Linked DNA regions of Rattus norvegicus: region 1 is linked to region 2. A link is a contact called in public Hi-C data. All regions are on one chromosome and are shown on one strand. The core of a region is the stretch at or near the end of the contact, and the rest is flanking DNA. Distances in the headings are between cores, read along the strand shown.

Region 1 (3,711 bases), core at 980-3,479, 200 kb before region 2:
GCACACACACACCACACACACACACTCACACGCACACACACCACACACACACACTCACACACATAACACACACACTCACACACATAACACACACACTCACACACATAACACACACTCACACACATAACACACACACTCACACACATAACACACACACATAACACACACACTCACACGCACACACACCACACACACTCACACACCACACACTCACACACACCACACATTCACACACATAACACACACACACACACACACACACACACACACCGTATTAATGTTCCCCTCCGGGCTATGAGCTCAGACTTCACAGTTGTGTCCTCCACAGTTAAATTTCCAAACACATTTCAGACTCTAGGTAGAGAGAGAGGGGGGGGGGGAGGGAGGGAGAGAGAGAGGGAGGGAGAGAAGGGTCTGGTTTGATGGCCAAAAATCTGGTCTCTTACTTCAAGACATGAAGGATCCCTTCAATCACCCCCTTCCTCCTCCTCAACTGATCAATGTATGGTTTTATTTTTAAATCTGAGCTATGCTAAGAGTCCTACAGCAAGCCTCCTCAGTTACATTCTGTCTGCCCTACTTTGTCTTGTGAGGCAGGTGAGGAAAATAATCTTCCCTTCTCTCTCCTGCCTATTTCCGGGAACTGCCACAGCTGTCACCATCCTGACCCATCTCCCACCCCATCTCCCACCCCCCACCTCCCCACCTTGGTGGTGGGAAAACAGTTTAGCTTGTTCTCAGAACAGAAACAGACAAGCGAGGAACTCTAGCTGGGAAACAGAAGCAACCTCTGTAACCAGAGACCGACAGAGCGCTTTCCCGCCAGTCACTGGGAAGGAGAGCATGCTTGCAAGTCTCCATTTTGGGCTACGTGTCCTGAAGTGTTTAATACTGTGATAGAAGGAAACAGCCCTTGTGCATAGGCCTTTTCAATACTTTCCAGAACCTAATCAATCAAACCTAGTCTCATGACACTGTGACTAAGCTCTGCTAAGCCTATGACTTCCAGGGCCTTGTGCTTCACCCTACACATAGGCTGGAGGGAGGTACAAAGTCTCAAGTTCATGAGAACAGAGATTGACAAACTCACCCCCACATTCCCATATGCCTTTCCCCTGTACCCCAACCCTCTTCAACCCAGACCGAGATCCTACCTCCCAAGGGTCAGGAAAAGGCACAAAATGAAACAGCTGGCAGCCTTCGTCTTGCAAACCAGGCAATCCTTGGGTGTGCAGTGCTTCTGCGACCTCCCAGGGACAGCTGGGTGGGGGTTGGAAGACTGTGGGGACCTGGGGCTGTCCAGCCTGCACACTCTGCCGTCACCTGCTCTACAATTGGGGCTTCCAAGTACAGACCATGCAAAGGAAGAGAGCTAAGCCCTGTGGTTCTTTCTTAGCCGTTCTTCCAAAGCTCACTGTAGATGGCTTGAATCCAGCAACTGTGCAAAAGGTGGAACGCTTTTGGTATCTTCTGGTTCAACAAGACCCAAAAGTATCAATTTATTTAAAAAATCTGTTGTATAAGACTGCAGGCGGAGGAAGGAAGGCGTCTGGGAGAAAGATGTCCAGAGTTCCCTCAGAAGGATAAAGGGCCCAACTAGTGAGGGGACCACAGAGAGTTCAAGGAATGATGCGAGGGGTGATGGAAGTCACAGGGTAAAGGGCCACACACAAAGCTATGGGATCAGCTGACACTGGCTGGAAAGCCAGCTTGGGCAAGTTTGAGGTATCAGAAATATGCAGAAGCCCAGAGGAGAGTCTTTCCCAGAGCTTACAGAGATGTTCCTCCAAACGTTGAGCATTGCATCTGTGTTAAACAAACAAGCTTGGATAATTGCAGGGTAAAAATAACCGTTAAAGAGCCTTGGTAACATAAGGGAAGGAGGATAAAAGAGAAGAGACTCAGTCCATCTACATATGCAAGGAGAATAAAGTCATACCCAAATCCACGGTCAAAATTAAGAAGATGGCACTAGGATTCTGTTTCCCTGAGGCCAGGGATCAAGTGATTTGATAATTCGCTAGACCATTTCTTGGCTGTTTTCCTTCTCACAGCATCACGCTATGAACAAACTAAGCTGTGGGATCCCTGAAAGCTCTCCTTAGCACAGGCAATGAGAGGACCCACGGGAGGTGAAGGGTGGGTTCTCCCAAGCTCCCCACAGTAGGATGTCTTCAGCACTATCCCACACTTTCAATCTTGAGTTATAATGTACTTGTGGGAGGATTCTGCAAGGCTCTCTGCAAACCTAAAAATACACCAAGCCTCTTACCAACGGTATGCATGGCAACAGTCTGCTTGCCAGCTTTTGGAGAAATACCCTTCAACTCTCCCAGTCATTAGTTACAAAAATAAGATGCATTCGGTGTGATCACAGTGTGTGGTCTTTAGAGTCGTCCTCGGGGAAATACCAGCAGTGAAAGAAAAGAAACCCGGGGGAGGAGGCTGTTGTTGTTTGTTTGCTGGTTTGTTTGTTTCTCATCCAAAGATCTTCTGGGTTGAATTCTTGTGAGCCTAGGTTGACACTCAAGGACAAACAATCCATACATGTTAATATCTTTCTGCAGGATTTACATTTGGGAATAGAAACGCAAATAGGATCTAATTAATACTTTCTATTGGTAGAAAAGGGATAACCATGCTTAATGTTGAAAAATTATTTCCTGCATGGACCACCATGTTTATTACAATGATAAAGCATTATTAACAGGAAAATTAATCATGACAAATCTCTGTATGTATTAGTAGTTCATAATGGCACGTATATTCCAAAATAGGTGATAAGGTTATTAGAAAATAAAAATTCAACCTTTTGGGTAGCAACTTTACTTTTTTCTTCCTTCAATTCCATTGTTAACATGGGAGCTGATTAAAAAAAATTCCAGAATGTTTCAGCTTTTGATCAGATCTATACAGTGTTTAAAATACCAAGTTTTTGAGCTGGGGAGAAGGCTTCATGAATAAAGTACTTGCACCCAAGTAGGAGGACTGAGCTCCGGGTCCCCAGCCCATATGAACGCCAGAGGGCCTACCTGTAACTCAGCACTCCAGGAGCAGAGTTTACTGTGAACTAGCTGGCTAGTTGGTCTTGCTGAATTTGCAAATTGGCAAGCTCTGGGTTCAAGTGAGAGATTAGGCCTCAGTAAAATGAAATGGAAGGAAATGGAGGACAGTCCCTGATGTCTACCTCTGACTTCCACACGCATACACACAAGCATGCCGTACACATGTGAAATAAGGTAAAATCAGAACCCTTGCAAATATGCAGTCTCTAAGACACTGCCTGGTCTTAGTCCTCGTGATTCTACTCCAGACAGGCTGGCTTTCTTGTTGCTCCAGTAATAAGGGCACCTACATCTTGCTCTTCATCACTAAAATCTAGACCACCTCAGGGAGGCCTTCTATGCTGAGCTGACCAGCCCTGCAGGATTAGCTCCTACTCTGAAGACAGCAGCCCCTTCCCCAGTTCCTACCCTTCTCCTCTCTTCTCTTGTCCCTCTCCTCTCCCCTCTCCTCTCTCCCCTCCTCTCTCCCCTCCCCCCACTCCCCTCTCACCTTTCCTCCTCCCTTCTCTCCCTCCCTCCCTCCCTCCCTTTGTCCCTCATCTCTCTCTCTCCCTCCCTCCGTCCCTCCCTCCCTCATCTCTCTCTCTCTCTCTCTCTCTCTCTCTCTCTCTCTCTCTCTCTCTCTCTCTCCCTACCATCCTTACTC
Region 2 (3,373 bases), core at 17-2,516:
CATTCCTCCCACATTTGATCAGCATTTGCCAAGAGCAACAGCATGCCTACTATGTGCTAGGGTGGGGCAGCTCTCAGGGACACAGCACTTTTGAGGTCTGCTTTCGTCTGTGCCTTCCTTCCATCCCCGGAGCCCGTGGCCACTCACCATCCCTTAAAGCTAGGAGAGCTGCTCCTGGGTTTGCCTGTAGACTTGGAGCCATAGCTCGGCAGGGCTTGAAGCTGTAGTGTAGAGGTGCTCAGTGCCAGCCCACGCTGCTGTAGGTAATCAGAATAACCTCCCTTACTTCACCAAGATGGATCCACCAGAATCTTTCTTGGCTAGTCTGTACCCTTTTAATTTAGGGGATAAATATCTGATGTCTCCTCAGGACATCTCTCCCATCGCACCCCACACATGATAAACCCCATGTCATGCAAAGCAGGATGCCACTGGATCTGAGTTGAATCTGCGAGTGTCGGAAGCAGACTTTACAGACTCCCGGTAGCGTGGCGCAGCCTGGAAGTACTTCAAAAGGCTCTGCAGCTCTGGGAGGTTCTAGGCGGTTCTCTTGCACAAATCCTTCACGACCCTTTTGCCTCATGGGTCACGTTCCGCAGAGTGTTGCCATTACCGCTCCCCCCCCCCCCAGCTATGGGAAGATGTGTGCATGCTTGCACAGCAAGATGTGTGCATGCTTGCACTGGAATGTGTGTTCATGCTTACGCTGGAAGATGTGTGCATGCTTATGCTGGAAGAACAGTTGGGACTATTCTAATGCTACACCAGGCAAAATTCCTATTTTAGACATGAGCTTAGAACAAAAATGTGCTTCAAATTGTGTCAGTGATTTACATATCCTTGGGCTTCAGAGGAAATCTGGGCTTTAAACGGAAATCTTTCCCATTCTATGAACGTTCAGAATTTCCACAGATGTACCACAGTCAGGAAGGGTGTCTCCAGGGTGAGAGAAGCTTCACCTAACAGGGCTGCCATATCACCACTTACGCTGGAGATGTGCATGCAGTGTGCTTTAACAGCTTCCAGTCTGTCTACCCTGTGTTTAAAAGGCTTCTCACGTCCACTGTATTGATTGCCGGACCCACTCACTAATGGACTGTGATCTGTGGTTAGAAAAACACTCCAGCAGAAAAGCGGAAGAGTGGCTGAGAACTCAAGACTAAGTGGAGGCTGAGATGGCTGCTGGGAAGGTTTGGGGATGCGGTGGGATCCATACTGAGGATGTGCTGGGATCCATACTGAGGATGTGCTGATCCATGGAGGCCCGAGGCTCTGGTCTGAGGAGCTGGTCTGTCTGGGTGAAGAGGGAGGAGATACCTGTGCTGGTAAGAAGGGCACACAGAACATTAACTGTCCTCATGGCCAGACCCAGCCCATGCCCTACAGCGTGAAAGGCTCAGGCTCTGAAGCCCCGCCCCCTAAGCAATCCTATATAATCCCGCATCTGCTTAGTCTGCTGCTGCTTCTCTCCCCAGCAGAGGCAGCCTCCTTCCTGGGGTTTTCTCTCCCAACATAGGTCTTCTGTGAGGTTTGTTGCCCTGTGCTGTTTGGTGGTATTCCTTGGCTCCCCATTTTACATGTCGTGACTCTGAGGGGAAGGGCTTCCCTATAGAAGTGTTACAGCCTTTCTTCAGCTCCTGCAGGGGAAGGTTTCCTCTATGCGAGGGTAACAGCTCTGCTCCGTTAGGGGCTGGTTTCCCCAGCGAACGCCGCGTTACAGCTCTGCTCTGAGAGGTATCCTGGCAGTCCGGAGATGCCATAAAGGAATGCTAGAAAGCCACACTGTACAACAAACCTCACACAAGAGATTATTGGCAGAGTAAACCCCTGAAAGGAGGCTGCCTCCACTTGGGAGAGAAACGGCAGGGAACTGAGCAGAAGGCAAGGTTTATATATAGGATTTTATTAGGAGGAAGGGGTGTTCTAAGGTGGAGATTTCCACGGTGAGGATTGGTGGGATTTCAATTCCTGAGCTTGGGTGAGCTCAGGATTGGTGGGTTTTCCTGTTCAGGGATTGGTGGGCTTTTCTGTTCAGCGATTTGGTGGGGTTTTGTGTTTAGTGATTGGTGGGATTCTTCTGTTTCTTGGCCCTGGTCTGGGGACCAAGTCAGGATAGAGTTGGTCCTTTGTCCTTTTGTCCTACGCCAACATCTAGGACACCTTCTAATCCAATCTGCCATACTTAGAATCTCTCGACCCTGACGGCACTTAATTCACACCTCATTTTATATACATAACACTTCCTAAAATATGGATTAGTTGCCTTTCGGGTCTGTTTCCATCACTGAGGTTAAACATCATTAGGACGGTAAGGTTTTACTCACTGTTGTACACCACTGTCTACGGCAGTGACTCACGCATAGCAGGTATTTCGCCAGTATTTGACATGGACAAGGAAGGAGGCTGGAAAATGCTTAGCCTTGTCTCTGAATAATGAAACTGTCACCTACACTCTGTGGAAGACCCAAAAGTTGGATCAGTACCTTCATACTCCTTACCTTCTATGCCTGTCATTCATCCAGCCAGCCATCTGTCCCTCCATTCATCTACCCATTCATCCATCCACCCATCCATCCATACATCCGTCCATTCATCCATCCATCCAATAATTCCTCCCTCCCTCCCTCCATTCATCCAACTATCTGTCCTCCATCTATCCAGCCATCCCTCCCTCCATCCCTCCAAGCATCCATCCATCAAACCAGTCCTCCCCACATCCACCCACCAGCCATTTCTCCTCCTCTCTTTCCTCCCCGCATTCCTCTTTCTCTCATCCAGGACTTTCTGTGTTGCTATGCCGATCAGTGTTATTATTAAGATGGGTGAGGCTACCCTGCCTCTGGTCTGAGAGGCTGCAGGTGCAGCAGCCATGTAAGGGAGGAATGACAACAGAAATCGGAAATACTGTGAAGAAGGCTGCTCCCCAAGTCTCACACTCTCACCAAATGCTTTGCTTCCCTCGAACTTCTGTTTCACCCACAATGTCTGTGCTAGACTTGATGGCCTAAATCTGTGTTGTGACAATAGCCATATAAGAGTATTAAATTGTTATAATACTGAGTAGGCTTTTCAAAATGTTTACACACAACAAAAGCAACAAATAATAAACAATTCACAAAGGAAGTGGGCAACACACTAACATCTTACTCTGCACATTGAATAGCCCAGCCCCTCATCTCATGCCTCTCTCTGGCTAAAAATAAAGAGATCTGACCAGAGTCTAAGGTTTCTCTCCATGCACCCTGCCACGCACAGCCTTCTGTTCTTCTGCTTGGTGCTCAATTTCTCCACCCCTTCGGCTGAGCCATGGGTCTCGGCCTAATAATTCATAATGAAGATCTGCCCACACCTTGTATAAAGACGGTCTCCATCA

What was found. Hi-C and Micro-C count contacts between places; a contact is called where the count stands out from the background.
Region 1: a contact with region 2 is called in a Hi-C map of the A7r5 cell line, with 4 times the contacts expected there. The contact joins two enhancer-like sites. A contact is called at or near these places in 5 of 12 Hi-C or Micro-C datasets (the A7r5 cell line, the Rat2 cell line, frontal cortex and 2 more).

The regions. Positions count from the first base shown.
Region 1 is chr2:238,107,894-238,111,604 of GRCr8, reverse strand. No RefSeq gene overlaps it. Among named protein-coding and RNA genes, the nearest start is that of Rpf1, 32 kb to the right of the region's middle. Within about 2 kb of position 2,229, at least 21 of the 93 cell types and tissues checked have an H3K27ac peak or open chromatin away from gene starts, as enhancers often do.
Region 2 is chr2:237,905,729-237,909,101 of GRCr8, reverse strand. No RefSeq gene overlaps it. Among named protein-coding and RNA genes, the nearest start is that of Ssx2ip, 51 kb to the left of the region's middle. Within about 2 kb of position 1,266, at least 4 of the 93 cell types and tissues checked have an H3K27ac peak or open chromatin away from gene starts, as enhancers often do.